Linked DNA regions of Mus musculus: region 1 is linked to region 2. Evidence: chromatin contacts called from public Hi-C data. All regions are on one chromosome and are shown on one strand. The core of a region is the stretch at or near the end of the contact, and the rest is flanking DNA. Distances in the headings are between cores, read along the strand shown. Region 1 overlaps Lhfpl2 (lipoma HMGIC fusion partner-like 2). Region 2 overlaps Lhfpl2 (lipoma HMGIC fusion partner-like 2).

The links. A called contact is a pair of places that touch in the nucleus more often than the background predicts.
Region 1: a Hi-C map of the N1E-115 cell line shows a contact between it and region 2, with 4 times the contacts expected there. The contact joins two enhancer-like sites. A contact is called at or near these places in 33 of 484 Hi-C or Micro-C datasets (3T3-L1-derived adipocytes, the AML12 cell line, B cells and 24 more), 11 of 115 datasets of contacts at active chromatin or transcription factors (acute myeloid leukemia, bone marrow-derived dendritic cells, cardiomyocytes and 8 more) and 3 of 9 other capture datasets (adipose tissue, bone marrow-derived macrophages and liver).

The regions. Positions count from the first base shown.
Region 1 is chr13:94,141,310-94,146,970 of GRCm38.p6, forward strand. All of the region lies in intron 2 of Lhfpl2 (lipoma HMGIC fusion partner-like 2), which reads left to right. Among named protein-coding and RNA genes, the nearest start is that of Lhfpl2, 86 kb to the left of the region's middle. Within about 2 kb of position 1,467, at least 67 of the 459 cell types and tissues checked have an H3K27ac peak or open chromatin away from gene starts, as enhancers often do. A contact at or near this core is called in the C2C12 cell line and the N1E-115 cell line, where this site is marked.
Region 2 is chr13:94,070,145-94,075,153 of GRCm38.p6, forward strand. All of the region lies in intron 1 of Lhfpl2 (lipoma HMGIC fusion partner-like 2), which reads left to right. Among named protein-coding and RNA genes, the nearest start is that of Lhfpl2, 15 kb to the left of the region's middle. Within about 2 kb of position 3,402, at least 37 of the 459 cell types and tissues checked have an H3K27ac peak or open chromatin away from gene starts, as enhancers often do. A contact at or near this core is called in the C2C12 cell line and the N1E-115 cell line, where this site is marked.

The DNA of each region.
Region 1 (5,661 bases), core at 217-2,716, 69 kb after region 2:
CTTGCTCCCAGCTCCTTCCCAGGCTGTCAGCCACCTTCTGTTGTAATGTGATGGTGGCCGTACATTTGACCTGGCCTTTTTGTCTTTATCACCATGGCCACCTCTCATTGTGACCCTGACCTTCCAGGTATATGTACCTGAAGGTGACCCAACTAATTGAAGACTGCCTGGGTCTTGCTGTTTCCTGGAACTCCTGTCCCCACAGTAGCTGCTGGGGACATCCCAGCTCTGTGCCTGCACCCAGGGGGCTTTGCTTCCTGAGTCTGAGGATTGGTTCTCTGGGCGGGCCTGGGGCAGATCTCTTCCATCAAATTCCATCCTCAAAGAGACACACCCTCGGAGTGCTCCCCCCTCCCCCCAGTGCAGGCTGCTCAGAGCTCTAGGGAGACTTTAAAGCGCCTTACTGGATGCTCATAGGTCTCATGAAAATAGTAGGTGAGACCAGAGGACTGACCATTAAGGGGTGTGTATGCTGCTGTGAGGTGAGGGAGAAGAGGCCTGCTCTGAAGTGCCCTGGACTGTGTAAAGGAGTCGTGGTATTAGATAAAGACCAGGTCCTCTTCAGAAGAGCGGTAATATTGATGGACATGAGCTAGATCTCAAAGGGCAGTTAAGGAATTCGACAGTTAGGGGAAATGGAGCTGGAAGAGGTGCCCGTATGAGCAGAGCAGAGGATGGACCCAGCCTCCTGGAGCTTTGCTGGGTAGCAGTAAGTAGGATCTGGTATGAGCAGGACTCACACAGAATAGCATGGCCAAGAGGAGCCACGTAGGGCTCACTGGACATCCCGGCAACTAACTCAGGAATGCCCTTTGCTTGGTGATAAGACCAGGGCTTCTGTAAGTAGCAGTGGACTGGACGTATCTGACCCAGTTCCTGAGAGCCACAGCATATTTCCCACTCAGAAACGGAAGCCTCCCAAGGAGCCTCCTGGAGAAAGCAAACCCCACCCCATCCCCGAGGTGGGGTGGTAATGGGAGGCCTGTTAGAGACTGCTGCCTTCTCTCTTAAGGCTGCATCAGAGCCATCGCCGTAGAGCAGAATTCATTTCAGAAGGGACTGCAAGTAATTGGACACAAGCTTAATGACGTAGTTGTTTAAAACAATCCAAAAGTGGCCGAGTTACTTACTTTCTGCAACTTAAAGATTCTGGAGTTACATGGTGGCCCCCCTCTTTTTCCAACACAGGAATATATTTTTAAAAAGAAAAGTGCTTTAAAACACATACACACACACACACACAGAGTAGTCTGATTTTTTTCTGTGTGTGTGTGCTAGGCAGGCAGGATGTGTGAGGGACTATGGCCCTGGGTCCTGCTTTCCAAGGTTTCTTTTCTTTGTTGGGGGTCAGGGGTGCTAGGATCAAATTCAGGGCTCCAGGCACGGAAGGCAAGCCCTGCACTACTAAGCCATGTTCCTGGCCAATGAAAGGTGTTGGTTTTGTTTTTAATGGGTTTTTAGCTTAGTCATTCATGTGTTTATTTCCTATTTCCCCTTCCCTGTGTCACTGGATCATCCACTCGTGGACAGCTTGGGACCCGTTTTCGTAACTTTATCAGGGACCAGGTCTTTCAAACCTCACTGTAAGAGTATCTTAAGGGACTCCCACTCCTCCAAGAGCTTTGTCCCTAGAGTGGCAAGGAGCCTCAGAAAGAGTGGACAGGCCACAGCAGAGTACACAAGGCATGGCTTCTCAAATGCGACTTTCATTGGAAATGGGAGGCCATGGAGGCTCCATTGGGCCCTGGCCCTAGCTCTGGTTCGGTAATCAAGGAATACTTGGAAAATGCTACCTCCCCCATACACCCCCCAGTTCCCAACCCCCACTCCTCCCACCGCCACACACCAGACGCTCTTCCTCAGGCTTCCCACCACTCCCACCCAGAGACCCTAATGATTGCTCGTTTTCAAGGCAGGTCCTGGGAAATGGCACACATGAGATTGAAGTGAAGTGGAGATGCAGGGGTGGCTGAGAGGCAAGATTGCAGACTCAGGGTGATTTATCAAGCAGGTCATTAAGGGACAGGCTCCCAGCTTCCTCTAAGTGGGAGGCAAAGAGTCTTCTGTCCCTTTGTTCTTCCTGCCAAGATTGGTGCTGTTTTCCTTCATGGGGACCTCGGGCTCTACCCAGACGCGTCCCTGACACGTCCCTCGATAGCTCTGTCTGCCACTGCTAGAGGTCAGCATTGCTCCTTCCTTACCAAGGCTGCAGGCGCATCGCAGGCAGCGGGAGCTTTCTTGTTGCCAAGGGCTAAGGGTGCAGAGTAAAAGGGTGGAGTCTGCCTGGCAGGCATCATGGGGGTCAGCCCTGCAGAACCCCTTTAATAAGGCCCTGTCCAGCCCACAGAGGAAGAGCTTGTTTGGGGTGTAGCTTACTTTTAAATGCTGTGATTAGAGACCATGACCAAAGTAACTTACAAAAGAAATCATTTAAATGAGGGCTTGCTCACAGTTTCAGAGGGTGAATTCATGACCATTATGGCAGGAGAGGGGCGGCAGGCAGGCAGGCAGGCAGGCAGGCAGGCAGGGCACTGGAGCAGTAGCTGAGAGCTTCCACATTGGCACAACCCTGAAAGCGGGGTTGGGGGCATGAGCCTGTGTGCTAACCAGGAATAGTTTTGAAACTTCAAAGTGACAGTAGTGAGTGAATGCTTAAAGAGATGCCACAGATAAAAACACTCCCAGAGACCTCCCGGCTCAGAGATGCCAGACACGACATAGTTCTGAACGGCTCCTGCTGCTGACCACCAGGCCCTCGGCAGTTTGAGAGGGACAACTGAGTCCAGAGCTGTGACTGATATTTTGGAACTGAGAGGAGGAGCTTGGTCGGAAGCTGTCGACTGAGGGAAGACGCATCATGTTTCTTCTGTCCGTTTTGCAGTGTTGGCAGATAAAATTCTGCAGCCTCAGGATCACCAGTTAGAGCCTTTTTAAGGAAACAAACAAGACAGTGACCCAGTTCAGTCCCTCTTCATTTATAACACTGTGCATGAACCAAACAGTACCAGAGGTGACTGGAAGCTTTCCATACCATGGCTTAGTTAACGTAAAAACATGCCTCCTTAGCACACAGGCAGTGTGGGTCATGCTTGTCAGTTGCTTAGCATTTGCTGGTATAAAATGAATGCAAAATGGGGAAGGGAGGGGAAAGAAGGAAAGAGAGTGTTGGGGGGGGTTCATCTGTGCATTTTGAAGACCACCTGTCTTAATCAGCTTTGAGCCACTCAGCTTTTCTGGAGAGTCACACAGCCTGTGTGACATACTAGGAGATCATTCACTACTGAGCTGTGTGGTCCCGACCGAGTGCCCTGTGAGATCAGAGAAAGGGGAGGTTTGCGTGGGCTGACACAGAATGAAAAGTACTTACTAACTTTGAAGAGAGACAGACGAAAACTTAAAAAAAAAAAAATAATAACAACAGTGATGTGTTTGGCCGGTTCTTACAGAAGCTTGGTGAGTGAGGTGAGGCGGGGGAGGGTGGGGGAGAACCCGGAGCAGGGATGTGACAGCTGTGTGGTTTTACGCCTTACTCCAGCCTCCATCTCAGGTGCTGATGCTCACGGCCTGGCCCTCGCCCACCACAGGCTAAAGTACCTTATTATCTGACCCAGTGTTGACCATATGGCAGGCCTTTTCCAGAGAGGTTGAGGGTGGTAGTCAGAGGAGATAGAAAAGTGGCTCAGATAACGAATATATTCCGAGTGCCAACTGTGTTAATGAGTACCTCACCGTCACTGCTCACTGTCACTGAGGCATTCTGCATACTCGCCATGTGTCAAGCCCTTACCTTCTATTTCCTACCATACGGCAATGAAGAAATAGTAACTGCTTCAGGGGCCTCTCTCTCTCTCTCTCTCTCTCTCTCTCTTGAAAAAGATTGATTTATTATTATAAATAAGTACACTGTAGCTGTCTTCAGACACACCAGAAGAGGGCATCAGATCTCATTATGGGTGGTTGTGAGCCACCATGTGGTTGCTGGGATTTGAACTCAGGACCTTTGGAAGAGCCCTTAGTGCTTTTACCCACTGAGCCCTTTCCCCAGCGGCATCTCTCTTTTGTTGTTGTTACTATAAAAATGTGCTCTAGGACGGTGATGTAGCTCGGTGGTCAGGTACTTACCTAACATATTTCAAGGCTCTGGATTCAATCCCTAGCATTGAAAAGAAAGAAACAAACAAACAAACAAATGAAGAAAATAAGATAGATAAATCAAATGAACAAATAAACAAAGTTTCTAGTCTGCATAAAGATAAAAATGTTTCCATAGCTCTGAAGGCTGGCAAGTTCATGCTAGGTGGCAGCATGGATACCTGCCTGTGGCTGCTTCTTGCTTCCAAGATGGGGCCTTGCTGTTGTATCCTTGTTTGGTGGAAGATGGAGGTGAAGAGAGCTCCTTCCCACTTGGAGCCCTTTACTTTTTTCTTTTTCTTTTCATTAATTTATTCACCTTACATCCTAATCACAGCCCCCCTCCCCCATCCTTCCAGAGGCCCTCTCCCACCCCCTCCTCCCTCTCTCCTCTGAAAAGGGGAGGCCCCCTCCTGGATATTACCCCACCCTGGCACATCAGGTCACTGCAGGACTAGGCCCATCCTCTCCCATCAAGGCCAGACAAGTCAGCTCAGTTAGGGGAATGGGAGGCACAGGCAGACAACAGATTCAGGGACAGCCCCTGCTCCAGTTGTTGGGGAACCCTTATGAAGACCAAGCTGCACATCTGCTACATATGCTCAGAGGGTCAAGGTAGGTCCAGCCCATGCTCACTCTTTGGTTGGTGATTCAGCTCTGGGAGCCCCCAAGGGTCCAGATTAGTTGACTCTGTTGGTATTCCTGTGGAGTCCTATCCCCTTCAGGTCTGCCTGGATCTATTTTACAAGAGGACTAATCCATATCTGAAGGCAGAGTCCTGTGTGGTCACCCCCAGCTCCCAGCCCCTAGTTCTGTTTTTCTCTCCTTTGTGGAACACTTCACAGACCTGCCTGTCATCCCTGTGTAGGGGCCATGCTAATTGTCTTAGTGCATGCATGTGCTGCCGAGGCAGGCACCAGCCCTGCTTCTTGCTTCTGTTGCCTTGGGGATGCCATCACTCAAACCATGGGAGGGGCTGAGTGGCAGGAAGACAGACCTGGAGCAGGCTTAGGGTGTGTGGCTCCTGTTTTGAAGAAGTATGTTCGCTGAGGTGTGCTTGGGAAGATCCTAAGTCTCAGGTTGGGGCTGTATGGAGAATGGATGGTTTCTCCACAGGCCATCCTCTTCCCAAATGTGTCCCCTCAAGCAGGCAAGGGTGACCTCTGCCAGGGCAGGTATAGCTGCTGAGAGAGGAGGTGATGGTGGCTTGGTGAGCAGCTATAGTCTCCTGTGAGGCAGCCATACACAGGCAAACCAGGTTGAACAGGCTGTATAAGGCAGACAAGATTGGGGGGCATCTGGAATAAACTGGAGAGCCTGTTCCCTGTCCACAATGGAGCCACTAGTGTCCCGTGCAAATGTGGGTTTGGTATGGCAAGTGGAAGGCTATTTTTCACCCTGAAATCTGAATTTTCATATTGCCTCCTGGTTTTCAATGTTTGCTACTAATTTAAGCTGTTTTAGTGGGTCACTGATGTAGGAGCCTCTGACCTTGGACTTCTAGAGAAGTTGAAGTAGACACTGGGATAT
Region 2 (5,009 bases), core at 2,152-4,651:
CAGAGCACATTGGTTACCTAGCACAGACCTTTCAACTAAGCATGCTTGAAGTCTTGACCCACACGGTGTGGCCTTGCAGGAGCGGTGAGTGCAGCGTCTTACCTGTTGCTTCAGAGAAAAGTGTGTCAATCCGCAGGCTCCTGACTTGAGGTTGTTCCTCCGAATGATCAGTAGAAGAAACAGAGAAGAGGAGAGAGGGTTATGGATTCTTCAAGGGGGGGGGGGGGGATGGTGGCAAGTGGACAGTTCTCTGTGCCAGCCACCAGCTGGCACCCTTCCCCAAGGCAGCTCGCTTTCTTCTGAGGAGGTTCACAGTGACCAAGGGGCAGGGAGAGGGGCAAGGAGATGAGCTAGGGGTGGCAGAAAAGGCTGTCGGTATGTCTGTCTGATACTCTTCTAAGCAAAGCGATAGACCTCTATCTCCTAGGGGCTGTGTCTGTGGTCAGAGTGGACAGCTACCACCACTGGCCCTCTCGCCTCAGGTACATTCTTGCTGTCTCGGATCCTGTTGTTTTTAGGGTGTCCTCCTCAACTGTGGCCACTTCTGTTCATTATTATGGGGTCCACTCTAAGAAAATAAGTAGTGCAATAATAGAAACATAACATAACTAATAGAAACCATACAGACCTGTGGACACAGTTGATGACATGACGGGTCGGCTGGGGTGGAGGGAGAGCAGGCAAACCTTCCTTTTGTCTCGTGAATCCTGATCATGTACATTTGCCCTGCAGTCCTAGGAGGTGAGCACCCGCTTGCTTCGTCTCTGTGTTATGCTCTCCCTTGCATGACTGTATCTAATCAGAGGTTGGGTGTAGGTTAGGGGTCCTTGAAAGCTTTCTCTCTGACTGTGTTCAGGAAGTTGAAGTGGAGTGTCAGAAATGATGGGAGATGATGGTGAAGTAAACAGATCCGGGCAGCGTGTGAGGAAACCTGGCAGCCCTCTTCCTGCTTCTCTCTAGTTGTGACCCGAAGGAACCAGGCTTCCTGCATGGAAAAGGGTCCCTGTGCCAAGAGGCCTGACATGTCTTCCAGGCCAGGGCACTGTTCTGTCTGATAAACTCCAGGGTGAAGACAGGTTACTGGTTGGCAGGATGGAGGTAAGTCACATGGCTGCAGCCTGAGCTATATGGATGTAGAGTTAAAATGGCATGTATTCAAGGAAGCAAAAAGATACCAGATACCTTGGCAGAAGCCCATGGGGGCAGCAGTGGTTATCTGTCTTGCTTTCTCCCCTTATTGCCTTTGTCCCTGGTGTGTGTGAGGTGCTTATTTTGTATTTTCAGGTGAACAATGGCTGTAAATGAAGCTTCGGCTGCTGACTCCAGCCCACCCCCACTTACCTCTCTCATGTTGGTTACAAGGTGACAGTTTGTTCCATCACATGCTACTCCCAGCACTGCTGCCTTGCCAAAAACAATGGGGCTAATGGCAGTGCATTGACACCTCTAAAGCCGTGAGCCGAAATAAATCCTCTCGCTTAGTGCCCTACCTCAGATATTGTTAAAGTAACAGAAAGTTGATGCTGGCAGCTGACCATGCTCATGTGGCGTTTCTGTGTCACCTCTAGGGGAGAGCTCAGCTCTTTCTGCTCTCTAACTATGGCCTGTGCTGCCTTTGCACACCCTCTTCCTTCTCTCCAGGACAGGTGTTGAAGTAAGCAGACAGCCCAGTTGCAGTCAGCTCACATTGATCACTACAGACCAGGCTGTTCTACACTGTAGATCACAGAGCTCTTTGCTATGAAGGTAGCAGGCTTGCTGCAGCCCCCTGAGGTGGATCTGAGAGAGAAGGAGCCATGAGAAGGGGTCATTAATGCTTTCTGGGTTATTAGAATTTGAACATGGAGAACAGACTTCATCTTGCTCATTCAGTGCTAGCTTCTTTTTGGTTAAGACCTTGGGAAGTGATTTGGCTTTTGTGGTGCCCCCATCCTCATGGCCTGAGGTGTAGACTTGGACTCCGTATGGGGTCTGCCCTTGGCACTGAGGTATAGTTGCCTAGGGGATCTACTCCTGCTGTGTTACAGTAACACCAGTGTTTCCCAAGAGGATGTAAATGCTTACTTGATCTCCAAAAAGTCTTGAAGCAAATTAGAAACAACTTGAGAAATCATGTATGTCAATAGAAAGTTGACTTGGGAAACCTTTTACCCATCCATTCACTTGTGGAGAGAAAATTTGATTCTTTTCCTCAGGGTTCCTAAAGCGTTAACAAGAGCCAGAAGGGTGTTTCCAGATTCCTCACACACTATTCCAAGCTTAAATGGAGGGCACTGTATGATGGAAAGCATATTCTCTGACAGCACTTTTTCTTTATTTAATTACTTATTGTGTGTGGGCTTTTAGCACAAACCTGTCCCTTGCCCCACGCTCTCTGGGGGTCTGTAACCACAAAAGAGTGAATGGGGATTTATATCAAACGACATAATTAAATGCTGCAGGTGTGACAGGGTTCTCAGGATTCATGAAAAAAAAAAATGAATGTTAAAAGATTGGTTTTTAACAGAGTCCTTATACAAAGAAAGCAGTCAGTTAATTACCTCCCACATCAAGTCCAAGGTGCCCAGAGAGGACTTCTGTAGAGGAGGCAGGAACCAAGCAGAGGTGACACCTGTTTGCATGCCCGCCTCTACCTCTACTTTTACAGCACGAGCCAGTGAGGCCTGGTGTGGCTCACGTTCTCTTCCTTCCCAGACCTCAGGCAGGAGGGCTCAGCTCCATGATCTGGAAGGCACAGCCAGTCATGTTCGCTCCACGGGACCCCAGGAGAATTCAGTGAAGCAAAAGGTTTATGGGTTAAAGTTGAACCCTTGAGTGGTCAGACCTTCCCGGAAGTTTCCCTGACTGTTCCCTCTCTGCTCAGGCCTCAGGTTGCATGTCAGCTGGGGCTGTTTTCAGGCATGTAGGATATACTGTGTTTACCTACTGTCTTGAATTGCCTGTCCTCCTCAGAGTGGAGATTGCCCCTAGGCAGTGTCCTTTGCTGGGCAGTGTCCTTTGCTGGGCAGTGTCTGCCACTGGGCAGTCCGTGTCTTACCACTCCTGTGTTTATTCTGGCTCCAGAACAGACAGGGACTCTGGAAACTGGCGTTCCCCAGGCCTTCCTCTGCCTTTGAGATCAAGAGACTTCTGGAGTGTGTACGTTCCTGTGAATTAAGATTAGTGGCCACTTAACAGATTAAATTTTCCCTGTGGTCCGATTTATTAGAGAGTATGTGTTTCTTGGGAAAATTGCCTTCTGGGTGATCAGCAGAGTTTGTGGGCTTACTTCCTGGTCTAACATGTAAGTTGGAAAGGGTGAAATGAAGCCCTAAACCTGGATAAGAAGTGTTTACATTTGTCCTGGGAGAACCAACATACCACGTGTCGTTTACAGGCTTGGCCTGCTCATGGCAGCGTGTACCAGCCTAGTAATGTAATTTATGTCCCTCGGGGAAATGTGGTTTTATGTGCTGTGTGTCAGTGTCACTGAAACCTTGTTTTAAGAGGAAAATAGCAATTAATGTTTGGAAATAGGAAATAGCTTTACAAATTTGTGGTGGAAGAGACCCAATAAAAATGAGGTTCCGGCATTCCCCGAAGGTGAATGTAAGAGTTTATAAATGGTGTTTTCTGTCTGGGAGCCTTACAGCCTCTGACGTGTAAGCCGTAGCCCATGTATGACTGCTGCAGAGCAGTGGGTGTCAGATAGGGATACTGTTGGGAAGATAGTAATCACATAGCTATACAGGCTGGCACCTGTGTCTTCTTAAGGACAGGTGGCAGAAGGCTGGGCACTGTTTGGTCAGATGAGGCCAGGTCTGTGTTGTGGCTGCTATTGTTCCCCTGCTGGGAGATGACAGGTGGGAGAGCCTGCTTGGGAAAGTCGCTGTTAATCTGTAACTCTGGGTTTGCCCACTTACATGTATAAGCATCTCCGTTCATTGTTTTAAGAGACAAAGGGCCAGGCCATGGGAGCAGCCTTTAAAGATGTGTGTGTGTGTGTGTGTGTTTGTTTTTAGTATTACTGATGATGGCCACCTAAATTAGAGTTCTTGCATGGAAGAATGGCTCTACCATGGGAACTGGGGACTTCAGTCTTTCATGGGAGATCTCTTTAAAGTGAAGTATTTCTGTAAAGCCAAAGCAGATCGCAGTTAACTCAGAACGCTGTCTGTGAGTGTAGAGTTCAAAATGGAAAAATCACGAAGAAACCCGAGTAGCCCTGCTTGGCTTAGCGGTGTGTGTCTTGAAGTGGGGATTTTTCAGGGCTGACTCTGTTGACATTTGGCATTGGGTCTTTCTTTGTTGTGGATGTCCTTCAGGATGTTTAGCTGTATCCTGGCCTCTACTCCATCAGCAGGCAGGACCACGGGAGGTGTCTGCAGATATTGCTGCGTGAGTTAGTCCTTGAGAGGGAAGGATAGCACACCAGCTTTCCAGGCTGAGAACCATGGATTCCTACTGTATATGAACCTGTTTTTTTTAGAATACAATTTTCTGTGAGTTGCTGGATCCTGAGGGCTTTCCAAAGAACTGGGTTGTGTTAGTTTCATAACCCATTTGGTGATGCAGGGTTTGCTGCAGGAAAAGCGAAGGAATCTTATATCTTTGCTTTTTCTTCGGCTTGTAACCAGAGAACCCTTATTCCCCTCCCTCCATCCCTCCCTCTCTCCCTCCCTCTCTCCCTCCCTCCCTCCCTCCCTCCCTCCCTCCCTCCCTCCCTCCTTCCCTCCCTCCCTGCCTTCCAGGTCAAGCCCAGGTTCCTTGAACTCTCTATATGGCTGAAGATGACTGAATTTCTGATCTTCTTGCCTCTACTTTTCAAGTACTGGGATTTCAGGGCTGCACCACCACACCTGGTTTATACACTGCTGTAGACAGAACCTGGCGTTTCAATGTATTAGGAGATCAGCATATCCTTGGCCCATAATTAGGAACCTTAAATATCTTGATGTTCTTTGGCTCTCCTTTTCTATTTGCTCTGGTGGTTGGGATGGGGCTGTCTTTCCTCTCTTCCTGTGTCACCC